3 separate regions of the Mus musculus genome follow, and regions 1 and 2 are each linked to region 3. A link is a contact called in public promoter capture Hi-C data. All regions are on one chromosome and are shown on one strand. Each heading gives the region's core, a stretch centred on a gene start, on an enhancer-like site or on the middle of the called end of the contact. The rest is flanking DNA. Distances are from core to core; before and after follow the strand shown. Region 1 holds the start of Mlec (malectin). Region 2 holds the start of Rnf10 (ring finger protein 10). Region 3 holds the start of Alkbh2 (alkB homolog 2, alpha-ketoglutarate-dependent dioxygenase).

Region 1 (4,428 bases), core at 914-3,413, 1.0 Mb after region 3:
AGCATGAAGAAAGAGGAACACCAGCAACAGAGGCAGTAACGACCTGCTGTTACAAAGTCTGGCTTTGGCTGCCACGACCTGGAGCCCTGACTCAGCGGAATCCAGGTTCCTGGGACCTGCATGCCAGGTCTAAATGAATTCCAGGACACAGAACTTCAGAGAACAGCCCCATGTGCCAAGACCCTTACATGTATAAAAGCAAAGAATTCTGGTTTCTTTTGTGAAACAAGCTCTCATAATGTAGCCCTGGATTGCTGGCTGACCTGGATCTCCCTAGATAAACCAGACTGGCTTTCATCAATCAGGGATCCTCCTGCCTCTGCCTTGATGGTACTGAGATTATAGGTGTGTGCCACAACATCCAGATAAGACACACACAATATAACTATCTCGACACAGAAACTGGGAGAAACTAAGTTGAAACCTTCAGTAAAGTTAAAAGAACCACACACAAACACTGAAAAAAGAGATTTCCTGTTGTCTGCAAAGGCAGCCTCTGCGCCCAGCATACAGCATCAATCTTCCAGAACATGAAACAAGAAAAACCTTTTCAAAAAACCTTTTCAAACAGTTTTGTGTAGTGTTCTGCCTGCATGTATGTCTCTCTGTGCACACGTGTGCCTGTGACTGTGGATGTCAGAAAGCCGCACTGGATCCCTGGGAAATGGAGTTATGGACAATCCTGAGCTATCATCTGGATGCTGGGAATCAAACGGGTTCTCTGAGAGAACAATCTGCACTCTTAACCACCGAGCCAGCTCTTCAGTCCCCGACTTTCCTTCTAAACCTGTTTTTCAATCCTACTTATGGAAGAATCTAGAGCGGTTTTCTCCAAAGAATGAATTGGGGGGGGGGGGGGTAAGGTAACCTATAACAGAAGTGCCTAGGGCAGAGACCCGAGTCCCAGCTAGTTAAGTTAAAAAAAAAAAAAAAAGTTTGTCTACTGTGTCTAGAGACTGCCCAGGAACCTGTATTTTTAACCATCTGTTCTCAAAAATTCTCATTTGGCCGTTGTGAACCTGTATTTTTAACCATCTGCCCTCAAAATTCTCATTTGGCCGTTGTGAACTGTGAAACTCTGTAAAACCCACTTTCCCCCTAAGCTGGGATCAAACGTCTTACGATCACCCGGGGGTCACACTCAAACCTTACACAGGTTGACCTCATAGGCAGGATGGGCTGCGATATACCGACACCCGTCGGGTGGCTTTGACTTTTAAGCATACAAATTCCAAAGGAGGGGAGGGGAGGGGTGCCACAGTCAAACTTTCCCGTACTATTCCCCCTTCGAAGACTCCCTGCCGTTCTGGCGAAGAATCAAGCCTCAGTCCCGGGCTTGGAAGGGGCACGGAAAACGGCGGGTGATCTGTAGGGTGGGCAAAGCATCTCCTGGAAACCGTCGCGATGGATGGCAGAGCAGCGGAGTCGATGACCTCCAACCTGCGAGGCCTCCAGGCGCCAGGCAAAAGGCCACCCTTGCCTTTTACATTCCCAGCTTGGGTGGGATGAGGGGCTGGGGCAAGGTAAAATGAGAAAGGGTCTAAATATAAACTTCTCGCCAACTCTATGCCTCGATGGCTCTTGGAAGCTTCCAGTCAGGGCTAGGCCCTGGGTCCTGGCCAGGTCCCTGGAGGGTGGGGGGTTGGGGGGCTGGGGGTAGGTTCACTGCAGAGAGAAACTTCGTTCCAAGGCTGTGGTCTCCCGGCTGGAGAGGAAGGGGTTCGAGGCCCGCAGCTGCGCCCTGCTCCCAGGCTGCGGACCCCCCCAGGCTCGGCCGGAGGGGCTCTCACCTCGGCCCACCCGGCCTTCCAGAGGGTCCTTGCGGAAGTGGATCCCGTGCACGTCCACATGCGCCTCGCCGCCTGCGTTCACTGCCCAGATGACGCTCTCCGGCAGTCCGGCCCCGGCGGCGCCGACCACGCCGAGCCCCGGACCCCGGAGCTTCGGTCCCAGCAGCAGCAGCAACAGAAGCAGCCGGAGAAGCGCCACAGCGGTTCCCTCGGCTCCCCGGGGCCTCAGCATGGCGGCCACCACGGCGGGGGCAGCCCCTGCCGACCCTCGTCCTCGGCCGGCCGCCCCCAACTCAGGAGAACAGCGCAGCGGACCGTTCTGCCTCGGCAACCCGGGACATGTCGCTCTCAGGGCCTCCTCCTCCTCCTCCTCCACCTCCTCGGCCTTGGGGCGCCGCCTCCCACCTCGGGAGCAACCTACCCCGACGCCCAGCCCTCAGCCCGGAGCGCCTCAGCCAATCAGAGGGAGGCCCTCATGAATTACCCACCACCCCGCCGAGAGCGGCCGCGCCATTGGCTGGTGCGTCCGGGGAGGGGAGTGGCCGCGCCTAGGCTCCGGCCCAACCACGGGGCACGAGAAGGAGCGCGCGCCCAGGGAGGGAGTTCGGTTGAAGCGGCGGTTCCATGCGGAAGTGGCGGGTGCAGCGCCCAGGCCGCCCCGGAATCCCACAGTCGACTGGGAAAGGTGGCCTGGGCCGGGGAAGGTTTAGAGAAGGGCGCACTGACACGTCGCCAACACTTCCGGTGCTCTAGAGCTGGGGACCGAGTCAGCTCAGAAGGGGGCGTTGCCGCCTTTTCCATCCCTCCTCCTTCAACTCAGAAAGCAAGAGCCCAGGCTCTTGCAAGCCGAGCGATGGTTTGTCCCCGGGTGGAGCATCGGGGCCCGTCTCTCCCTTGGATGCCATGTGAACAGGTGGCGGGACACGCGAGTCCCGCGAGGATACGGTCCCCACCGTCACCCCTTAGCAGGCGCTTGGTGTGTGGTAGCGTCCAGGAGGCCGTCCAATCAGAATGCTCCAACGCAGCGGAAACGCGTGGCTGTTAGGGGGAGGGGGCTCCAGGGTGCCTGCGTCTCCATGGCGACGGTCCCTGGCGGGCCTGGAAACCTAAGTGGAGCTAGGGGCTTCCTCCTCCTCCTCCTGCTGGGGACCACTGGCACGACCCGAGCTCCCTGCTTTGGCATTTCACACAGCGCTCTTCTGCGTTATTGTCCATGCCCTTGGGTATCTGCCTCAACTCCCATTTTTCCGACCCAGCCAAGCGGGGGAAGTGGAATCATTTGTTCCATAAGTACTTATCCTGTCCATACAGATAATGCGGACAAAACATGGAAAGCCCGGTTGAATTTGATTTTTGAGGTTCAGAAAAAGGAACATAAAACAACTCTGGGCGCGCTGACGCCAGGTGACGCGTGCCTGTATTCTCAGAGGTTAAAGCAGGATGATTACCGGGAGTTTTAAAAGGCCAGCTTGAGCTCCAAGAGTGCGATCCTGTCTCTATAACAATAAATAGGAGGCTGGAAAGATGGCTCGGTGTCTAGAGCGCTAGCTGCTTTGGCAGAGAACATGGGTTTTTTTACCCCCAGTCCCCTTAAGGCTGCTAAGGATGTGGGGGCCCAAAGGCCAGGAGGTCGTGGCACATGCCTTTAATCCCAGCACTTGGGAGGCAGAGGCAGGCGGATTTCTGAGTTCGAGGCCAGCCTGGTCTACAAAGTGAGTTCCAGAACAGCCAGGGCTATACAGAGAAAAACTAAAAAAAAAAGAAGGGGTCGCGGTTTTCTGACCTTCATTGTGTGTCCGTGACACGTAGACATACAGGTATTAAAGCCCCTGCTTGGGACTGCCAAGATCCAGGTCAAAGTTTTCTCTAAATCCGCAAAACTCTCTCAGGACAGGTGACCTTCATAGAGTGACAGGAGCTACAGTCTGGGGCTGAGCCCGAGATGGGCTCCGTTCCCCTCTCAGTGGCTTCCCAGTTCTATCATCCATTAGAGCTTTGAGCCTTTGCTGACCCAAACACCATCCATCTACTCAGAAAATTCTCTCCCTAGCCCTGCACCTCTCTCCTCTGGGAAACCAGGGTTGAGCTGAGCACGGTTCCTTCCTACCCTGGAGGTGCATTCCCAGACTTTGACTCTGTCTCTTGCTAAGTTGTCCAGACTGGCCTCAAATTTGTGATCCTCCTGCCTCAGCTTTCCGAGTAGCTAAAACAGCAGGCTGGTGCTACCTTGCCCAGCGAAAACAATATGCTTGTTATGGAAAAATGCAGGTAACACGGAAGAGAACTTGGAAAAAAAAAAAGAAGAAGAAGCCATCCAAAAGCCAAGCTTAGGACTGTAGCCAAGACAGGGCCCTGACAGCAGGTTCTCCACAGCCATCCGTTCCCACACACTTGAATCTCATATCCACCTCAGAAAGCTAAAAAACAGGAAATGTTCCCCCCGTTTTATGGATGAGAAACTTAAAAAGTTGAAGATGGTGAAGTAACCTGTATAGAACCACACAACAGTATTCAGCTTCCAGCCCACGTATGCTGTGAGGCTGGCTACCTGTGAGTGAGGCCATATTTGATGCAAATGAACGGTGTCTCTTATGTTACCCGGGTAAAGGAATTCACCTCTCTGTGCCTCAGTTTCCCC
Region 2 (4,519 bases), core at 1,911-4,410, 1.1 Mb after region 3:
CTAACTCTCTAGCCCCTGCTTCATTCATAGTTCTGTGATTGTTTTACTAGGGTTCTGATGTGTTTCTGAGGATCAATGCCAGGCCCGAAGATGGTGCCTTGCCTGTCTATAGTTCCAGCTGGTCAAGGGGCCTGCCACCAAGCCTGACCACCTACCCAAAATAACACATGTAGGGAAAAATAGATTAAAGAAAAGGTCAGTCAGGAATGTGGTAAAAAGCCTTCATCACATCAGTTCTCTTGCTTAACCTTTTAAATGTATCACCATCCTGTGGGTGCAGGATGTACAGGTGGAAGGGCGTGAAGTCAGGTCTTTCTTCCTTCCTCTCAGAGGGCATGGAAAGGTGGAACACCTACTCTAACTGCTAAGCCATCCTACCTCACTGAACTCTACTACCCTCTCTTATGCTGTCTGATATGTCACAAGCTTTGGCCTACTGCTCACTGAACAATAAATAAAGCATTTATTGCAGCTGACTCATGCAAGAATGTTTTATTGACTTAGGGAGGGCCCTAAAAAATTTAAGTTGAGAACTCTTGGAGAACCAAAGCTTAGCATTACCTCTACAAGCAAGGCTGAAGTCATCCATTACTCTGAGAAACCCTCAGACCTCTCTCCAACAACAGCCAAGATTTACAATAAAACTACACATGTGCAAAACTCCAGAATCAGTTTATACGGTTCAGAGGCGAGTTACACTAACACCTGCTTAGACAGTAAAGCACTGGTACATCACAGCGAAAACTGGTCCCTACCCAAGTTACACAGGCAACTTCTACACATCCTCAGGTAGACCTGGTAATGGAGTTTGTCATACCCTACAGATAAACTCTCAGTCAGTAAGCCTTATAATTTTAGTGCTTTTTTTTTTTTTTTTTGCTCTTTAATTTGAGGGGGGTGGGGGGATGCTAAGGATCAAACCCAGGGCCTTGCATATTCTAGGCAAGGTCTCTACCACTGACCCATACCGTCCAGCTCTTTGAATCTTAGACTGTCAGCTCAAAGCTCCCCATCTGTCACACATGCTCTCTCTCACAAAAACACACTGCGGAATCCAAACAAAGTTACTTGCACATACATCTTTGCACTAAATACATCCAGTGATGTTTGGCACTGGAAAACTACGGGGTGTGCTCTTCCAGGAGACCCCCTCTCCCACTCCCAGTGTTACTAAGTCTCCTGGAGTTCTTTGTGTAGGGTTCAGGTTCCTAGGCTCCTCCCCACGCTCAGGTTCACTGGTGGATATGCATAGAACTCATACACATGCTTGCTGACATGTATATGCACATGCATACAGATGTGTGAAAGAAGGACATGAAGGAGATTAGCGGAAGGTTACACAGGAAGCTTTGGAGGGAGGAAAGAGAAGGAGAAACATTGTAATTAAACCACAATCTGAAACTTGGCTGTGTCTGAGATTTTGGAGGTGCTTGAGAAGCAGAGGCAGGTGGATCTCTGAGTTCAAGGCCAGCCTGGTCTATAGAGTGAGTTTCAGGACAGGCAAGGATGCAAAGAGAAACTTGTCTCGAAAAACCAAAAGACTGATTGAAAAAAAAATTACTATCTCAAAAATACTGCCAACATGGTAAAAGTTTAAAAGAGATTTGTACACAGCTCTGACACAAGATGGAGAATGCTGGACTCGGGATTCTGCCATCTCCTAATCCACAGCCTAGTTTATTCTCTGCGGTGGAATAACTCCTGGCTAGACAGGTTAAACGATTAGAGTAGTGCTATCACACCTAAAAGCCTACCCGTGTGCTTTGTGCATAATCAGTAAGTAGTATTATTATATTATTATAATAATATCATTATTATTATGTTATAGTAATACTAAGAAGCCTGACTACACACATCACTCTCTCTCTCACACACACACACACACACACACACACACACACCATGAAAGCCAAGCCCATATAACCTACCGCACACAAACAGGCATAATATTTAGGCAAAAAGTTGTCAAGTACTCTAAGCGCTTAGCCCATTTACTTAATAGTGTGTATTAGCAAACTCAAGGACTGAACCTAAATGAACTGAATGCAGGGTCTGCATGCTTTACTATCACGCCGAGCAACGCCATCCCAACATGAGTCCTCTTAAACAGAGGAGCAGACCCGGTGCCAGATTTAAGTCTGAAAATCCTCGGGCCTCACCCTCTCTTATTCAAACTTGAATGCCACCCAAAGCTAATCCGACACTAGAAGAGAAAACAAAGTCAATTGTTTTAGAGCCTGGACCGACGGTGAGTCACACAAAGCCAGGTCTTGAGGCCTTCTGTGAGGTGCTTGCCACCTGGATGACCTTAACCCTTTCCAAAATCTCAGATCCCTCATCTGCAAAATGGGGCTAAGAATAGCGCCTACTTCAGCCAGCTGTTTTGAATATGAATGCAAGGGCCCAAATTAACCACGCAGCGCAGATCGGCTTAACCGTAAATACTGGATGTCAGTGCAAGCGGAAGGTGGGTCGTTTGTCCCTCCTCCCCCAAGTGACCCGGCAGACCCGCCGGCTCTTACCACTCTTGGGTTTAGACTCGCCGGCCGGCCCCGCCGAGGCGGAGCGGGGCGGCTGTTGCCCTTTGCTGCTGCCCGAGGAGGCGGAGGAGCTGTTGGAGCCGCTGTTCTTGTCCATGTCGGAGGCGGTGGCGGCGGCGCTGGGGGAGCTCTGCGGCATCAAAGGGGGCCTCGGCGGCGACGGCGGTCGGAGCGGAGCGGGCGCGGCGGGGACCCAGGCTCATGGCGTTCAGGGCCGGCGGGGGTCGGCGGCGGCAGCGGTTCTCGGCCTTCATGGCGACATTTTTCCTTGTTTCCTTCCTCAGCTTCTCAAAATGGAAGGAGAAGCGGCAAGGTGGGGTTGTGGGGCCCAGAGGCGGCGGTGACCGAAGAGGAGGACGAGGACGAGGAGGAGGAGGAGGAGGAGGCCGGGGCTCGGAGGTCCGGGCCGGGCCTGGCGGGGCAGAGGCTGCGGGGGAAAGGGAGGCGCGGGAGGGTCGCGAGCCCCGCCGGCCGGCCGGACACGCTCTCCCGCCGCGGGGCAGGAGAGAGGGCTGGCTGTCTCGGTGCCGGGGACCGGGGTCTCCGACACAGCGACCGACACTCGCCTCTGGGCCGAGGCCGAGCTGCTCCGGGAATGGCGACGAGTCGCCAAACAGCATCTCCAAGAACCCGGATGGACTATTTATATAGTTGCCAGGCGGGCGTGGTGCATTCTGGGAAGTGTAGTCTTTTACCTACATCCGGGTCCTAGGGGAGGGACCGCTTGTGCCTGCCAATGCTTTTTTTCTCTCTTCCCTGTTCGAGGTTTCTTTTCCTTCCCGCCTCCCTAGCGGGTTCCTTCTTTTTGAGACAATGTTTCATTTTGTAGTCCTAACGGGACCTGAACTCTTTGTGTGCAACAGTCTGGCTTCCAATTCACAGATATTCCTCGCCAGTGCTTGGATTTTTTTCTTTTTTTAAAAAAAAGATGTGTGGGTGTCTGGCCTCCTACAATACCAAGCAAACACGTGGTATACAGACATACTCATATAGACAAAACACCCATACACAAAATTTTTTAGAAAACCAAGTGGAGTGTGATGGCCCACCTGCAATTCCGGTGCACCGGAGACAAGAGATCTGGAAATTCCCAGAACAAACTGGCTAGCCAGACTAGCTCAAATGGTGAGTCTACCTAGCCATTCTGTGAAGAATGTGGAGAGTCTTGGAGGAAAACACTCAATGGCAGCCTCAGAACTCCATGTACACCTGTGCATACGTGTAAGATTTTTCATACACGTATGCATGCCACATTCATATATAAAGATCGGTAAGAAGCAACATTCGAAACACCAACAAAGAGAAACAACATAGTACAGTTAAGTAAGGAGATGCTAATCAAACACGTTTCAATAGAAAAGCATCCCAGCTTGAGAGGGATAAAAGAGGACTTCTTAGAAATGCTGTGTCATGTGACACACACAGGACGAATGGAATTTGGGGGGGGGGGGCTGTTAGGGATCAAATCCAGAGCTCCATGCTCACAATCTAGTTTTCTACCTCTAAGCTACTACCTCATCTAGCCGATGAGTGGAATTTTAGCAATCGTGTATGTAGGAGAACTAGAGTGGCTCATGCCTGTATCACTAATACTCAAGAAGCAGAGACAGAAGACGGATGCCAGTGGTGCACATCTTTAATCTCAGCACTCAGGAGGCAGATGCAGGTGGATCTCTGAGTTCAAGGCCAGCCTGGTCTACAGAGCAAGTTTCAGGTCAGCTGGGGCTACACAGAAAAACCTTGTCTCAAAAAAATAAATAAATAAACAGAGACAGGAAGTGCAGAGTGTAAGGCTAGCATGTGCTACATAGTGAGACCATGTTCCTTATAAGAGAGAAAAAGAATAAAAGCAGACAGTGTAGTGTAGTCACAGGGCCCTTGCATGGGCAAAGTTCTGATTTGATCCTCAGTATCATAAATGGGAAAGGAACAAGAATGTGCGGGCCAAGCCAGGCAGTGGTGGCGCACACCTTTAATCC
Region 3 (4,124 bases), core at 359-2,858:
CTCTGGGGGAAGGGCTGCTCAACCCCTGGGCTGGAAACAGGGTTGGGGGCAGGGTATGTCAGGAAAGGACTTGTGTGTGGGGGGAGGAGGGGGATGCTGGAAGAACCTGGAGGCCTGGTCTGCTTTGATATACAAAATACACACTCCCTTTGTCCCTGGTCCAGAACCAAATCCTTCTAAGAGAAGGCCCCTGAGGCCATCATTCTCCCCTTCCTTTTTAAAATTTTGTTTTATTTTATGTATTTAAATATTTTATTTTGCTTGCTTGTGATGTCTGTGCCCTCGAAGGCTGGACAAGGGCACCACAGTAGCTGGAACTGGAGTTACAGAGGATTGTGGGCTGCCATGTGGGTGCTCAGACCCAAACTTGGGTCCTCTGGGACAGCAACTAGTCTTAACTGCTGACTCATCTCATACATTTATTTAATTATGGTCTTTAACAAAACAAAACAGGGTGTCGACAGGCAGTGGTGGCGCACGCCTTTAATCCCAGCACTTGGGAGGCAGAGGCAGGAGGATTTCTGAATTTGAGGTCAGCCTGGTCTACAGAGTGAGTTTCAAGGCAGCCAGGGCAACACAGAGAAACCCTGTCTCGAAAAAACAAAAACCACTGAGGCCTAACCTTCGCCTCCAGCTATTTTGAATCAGTATCACGAAGATCCCAGAATGGTTCGGTTTGGGGGTTTGTTTTGCTTTTTTTGTTATTTAGTTTTTTAACTTCCCAGGTAATTCCAATCAGTTGCCAAATAATTTCGTTCTAGACCTCGTGGACAGTTCGTATGCCAAACCATAACCTAACCTAACCAGAGCTGCCCAGACCGTGACCTAATCCGTCACAGCCGGAAGTTCACGCTTCTCCCAGGGAAGGCGCATCCTGTCCTCGCACAAGCCTAACGCACGTAAGACCTCCGCCTACCAGTAAAATACTCCACTTCTTGCTCCAACTCTCGGAAAATCTTGTCTGCCTCGGCTTTGCCGAATAGGACGGTGTAATCACAGCTCAGACCTTCCGCGCGAAGGTGTCGCCAGTCCGGGCTCTTCAGGTCGCCCGAGGCTCCTCCCGTCGGGGCGGGCTCCTCCCCTCCCCCTTGGAGGTCGCGGAGGTCTGGCCTCACCAGGAACTTGTCCATCCCGCCGCCCACTCACAGCTCAGACGCGTCCTACAAAGGAAACAAGAGCGCATTAAACCTCCTAGGAGGTGCCTGGCGGGCATCATCCAGGCGGGGAGCCTGCCCTGTAGCTTAAGTCTTCCTAGCACAAGCTGACCCGAACCACGCTGTCCTCACGCCCCAGGCGCCCATCGGTAGGAATCCCGGGCACGCATCCCCAGGCCCGCCCTGGAATGGAGTACTTTTAAAGACCCGTCCGTCCTCTTCGGAATTCGAGAGCTTTGGCTGCAAACGGCTGCCCAAACCCAAAAGGCTACACATGGGAAGACGCAAGCGCAGAGAGGCATGAGGCTCGCCCAGTTACCCAGAAAAGCAGGGTTGCCTCTGCCCTGCGGCCCCGCGGGGTAGGGGCTGGCACGGGCGAGCAACCGGGCTCCACCGGAGAGCCCGGAGCGGTGGGTCAGGTCTCTGCACAGACACACGCAGCCCCAGGAACCCTCACCCCGCCCCTCCCGCCTACGCGGGACTTCCGGGCACAGCGCCCCCTGCCGGTCTCCCTGCGCACCGCAGGATGCTGCCTTCACCTGATGGCTCAGCAAGGTTAGGCCTGTGGACCAGTTCTGGGGTCTACGAGCCTAGTGTGCTACAGCATACTGTCTGGGGGGCTTGAGGGCAGTGTATGAATCTGCACTCCTGACAAAGACACAGCATTGTCTGACCACTACAGTCGACATGGAGAACAGTTATACCATCCCATAGAATCCTTCCTCCCTTAGGTTCCGACATAATTTGTCAGCTATTCCTTGCTTGCTCTTCTTCACGATTCCACATAAATGTGATGGATTAGAGGCTGTATAGCCTTTTGCGTTTGACTTATTTCTGTAAGCACACTGCTTTTAGATATAACCGTGTTTTAAAATCTTTATTTTATTTTATTTATATGAGTACACTATTGCTCTCTTCAGACACACCAGAAGAGAGCATAAGATTCCATTACAGATGGTTGTGAGCCACCACGTGGTTGCTGAGAATTGAACTCAGGGCCTCTGGAAGAGCAGTCAGTGCTCTTAACCGCTGAGCCATCTCTCCTGCCCCTGCCCCCGTGTTTTTTAATCTTTTGGGGGGGTTGTTTTTGTTTGTTTTTCTTTTCTTTGTATGTGTGTGTGTGTGTGGTTTGTTTCGAGACAGGGTTTCTCTGTGTAGTCCCAGCTGTCCTGGAACTCACTTTGTAGACCAGGCTGGCCTCAGACTCAGGAATCCATCTGCCTCTGTCTCCCAAGTGCTGGGATTAAAGGCGTGCGCCACCACTGCCCAGCTGTGTTTTTTAATCTTTAGCTTCAAGTACAGCCATTTTATTTATATACTATGTATAAACATAGAGGACATTTGTACCGTTTTTCTCCTTCCATTGCTGGTATGGAAAGACCTGTGACAGTCATTTCTTGCTCCTGGTGGCACAGAAGAAAAAAAAATCACCATAAATATTCAAGCTCAAACTTTTCTGTGAATGCTGAGTTTACTTCATTGAGAAAACGCCCTGGTCCTCGACCAGAGGGAACGTGTTATATCTCTCTAAAGTGCTGCCTATGGGAGCACACGGTGCTCTCTGCTGTCACACACCAGCAGGGCACAGCAGGTCCTGTCTTATCCACGTTGTATTTTGGAGATGAAAACAAAAAAGGGGCAATGTGATAAACAAGATTTCTTTGTACAATATGGAAGTTGTGAGCAGGGTGACAGGCTAGGGAGTAGGGGGGGATGGGGAAGAGGATCTTACAGGGAAGAATCCTAAGCCAGCATTGAAGCTTTCCAGGTAAGGGACAAAATAACATAGCATGCGAAGATTTTAGCGGGACGCTGCGGAAAGGCAAACCGCCTGGAGAACTGCTAAATTGGGAGTCTAGTCAGTTCAGATTGGGAGGCTGTAGCCCAGACTAGCCCCTAACAGCTTGTGTAGCCAAGCCTTGTGCTCCTGATCCTCTTGCCTCCACCTCCCAGATGCTGGGCTCACAGGGTGTGTCACCACTCTGTGACACACGGCGGCATAGGAGGGTTTTTCCAGGGCAGCGGTCGGTCGAGGTTTAAATTACACTTGCAGTGGCACACGCCTTTAATCCCAGCACTTGGGAGGCAGAGGCAGGCGGATTTCTGAATCCAAGGCCAGCCGGGTCTACAGAGAGTTCCAGGACAGCCAGGGCTATACAGAGAAACTCTGTCTTGAAAAACCAAAAAAAAAAAAAAAATAAAAAAAATAAATAAATAAATTACACCTGCAAAAGATCACTCAGTAGAAAAGAGTAGCTGGGATTGTTATATTAGAGGGAAGGATATAACTGAAAGCTGCACAACTGAATGTATGTCTGACGTGAGTGTGGGAGGTAAAAAGTACAAGGGGGTGTATGGCTCAGTGGTCAAGCGGTTGCTCAGGATGCACAAAGGCCCTGAGTTCAATCCCCAAAGGGGACTGAAAAGGAGGGAGGGAGGTGTATCTGGGGAAGTGGAACATTTCGGGGTTAAAGGCCTTCAATCTTTACATCAGTAAGACTTGGAGAAAGCCCCGCTTTAGAGCTAGGACAGGTAGGTAGGTAAGCAGCAGGCTCCCCCTACCTCCTAAGCCCCACCCACCCGGGGGCGGGGCCTCAGCCCCTCCCACACATGCGCGCTGGGCCTCACCGACCCCTGCCCAGCCAGCCTCCCCGCCCCCAACGGGAGCCCGCGCAGGTGGCAGCGCGCCTACCGTGAGCACGGCTGCAGGAGTCCCGGAGGTCCGTGCTCGGCGCAGGCATGATCGGCCAGAAGACCCTATACTCTTTCTTCTCTCCGACCCCCACAGGGAAGCGGACCACGCGCAGCCCGGAGCCGGTCCCAGGGAGCGGAGTGGCGGCCGAGATCGGCGGCGATGCCGTGGTGAGACGAGCGGGGTAGCGCGGGACGCGGGGGTACGGCGGGGTCCCGGGCAGGAGCGCCACGCACGCCGCTTGCTCGGACAGACTGGGACACCTTAGGGGTTCAACA

The links. Promoter capture Hi-C pulls out the DNA fragments that hold promoters and counts their contacts.
Region 1: a contact with region 3 is called in a promoter capture Hi-C map of liver, with 5 times the contacts expected there. The contact joins the promoter of Mlec here to the promoter of Alkbh2 in region 3. A contact is called at or near these places in 6 of 39 promoter capture datasets (cranial neural crest, hippocampal neurons, liver and 2 more).
Region 2: a contact with region 3 is called in a promoter capture Hi-C map of liver, with 5 times the contacts expected there. The contact joins the promoter of Rnf10 here to the promoter of Alkbh2 in region 3. A contact is called at or near these places in 3 of 39 promoter capture datasets (liver and pre-B cells) and 1 of 9 other capture datasets (adipose tissue).

Annotation. Positions count from the first base shown.
Region 1 is chr5:115,156,013-115,160,440 of GRCm38.p6, forward strand. It overlaps Mlec (malectin), which reads right to left and starts at 2,164. Exons shown (of 5, transcript NM_175403.3): 1 at 1,791-2,164. The coding sequence starts at 2,022. It overlaps Gm35465 (a long non-coding RNA gene), which reads left to right and starts at 3,487. Exons shown (of 2, transcript XR_387598.3): 1 at 3,487-4,428.
Region 2 is chr5:115,269,735-115,274,253 of GRCm38.p6, forward strand. Rnf10 (ring finger protein 10) reads right to left here and starts at 3,161. Exons shown (of 17, transcript NM_016698.2): 1 at 2,523-3,161. The coding sequence starts at 2,679.
Region 3 is chr5:114,126,610-114,130,733 of GRCm38.p6, forward strand. It overlaps Alkbh2 (alkB homolog 2, alpha-ketoglutarate-dependent dioxygenase), which reads right to left and starts at 1,609. Exons shown (of 4, transcript NM_001359941.1): 1 at 1,474-1,609; 2 at 917-1,160. The coding sequence starts at 1,130. It also overlaps a transcript of Ung not described here.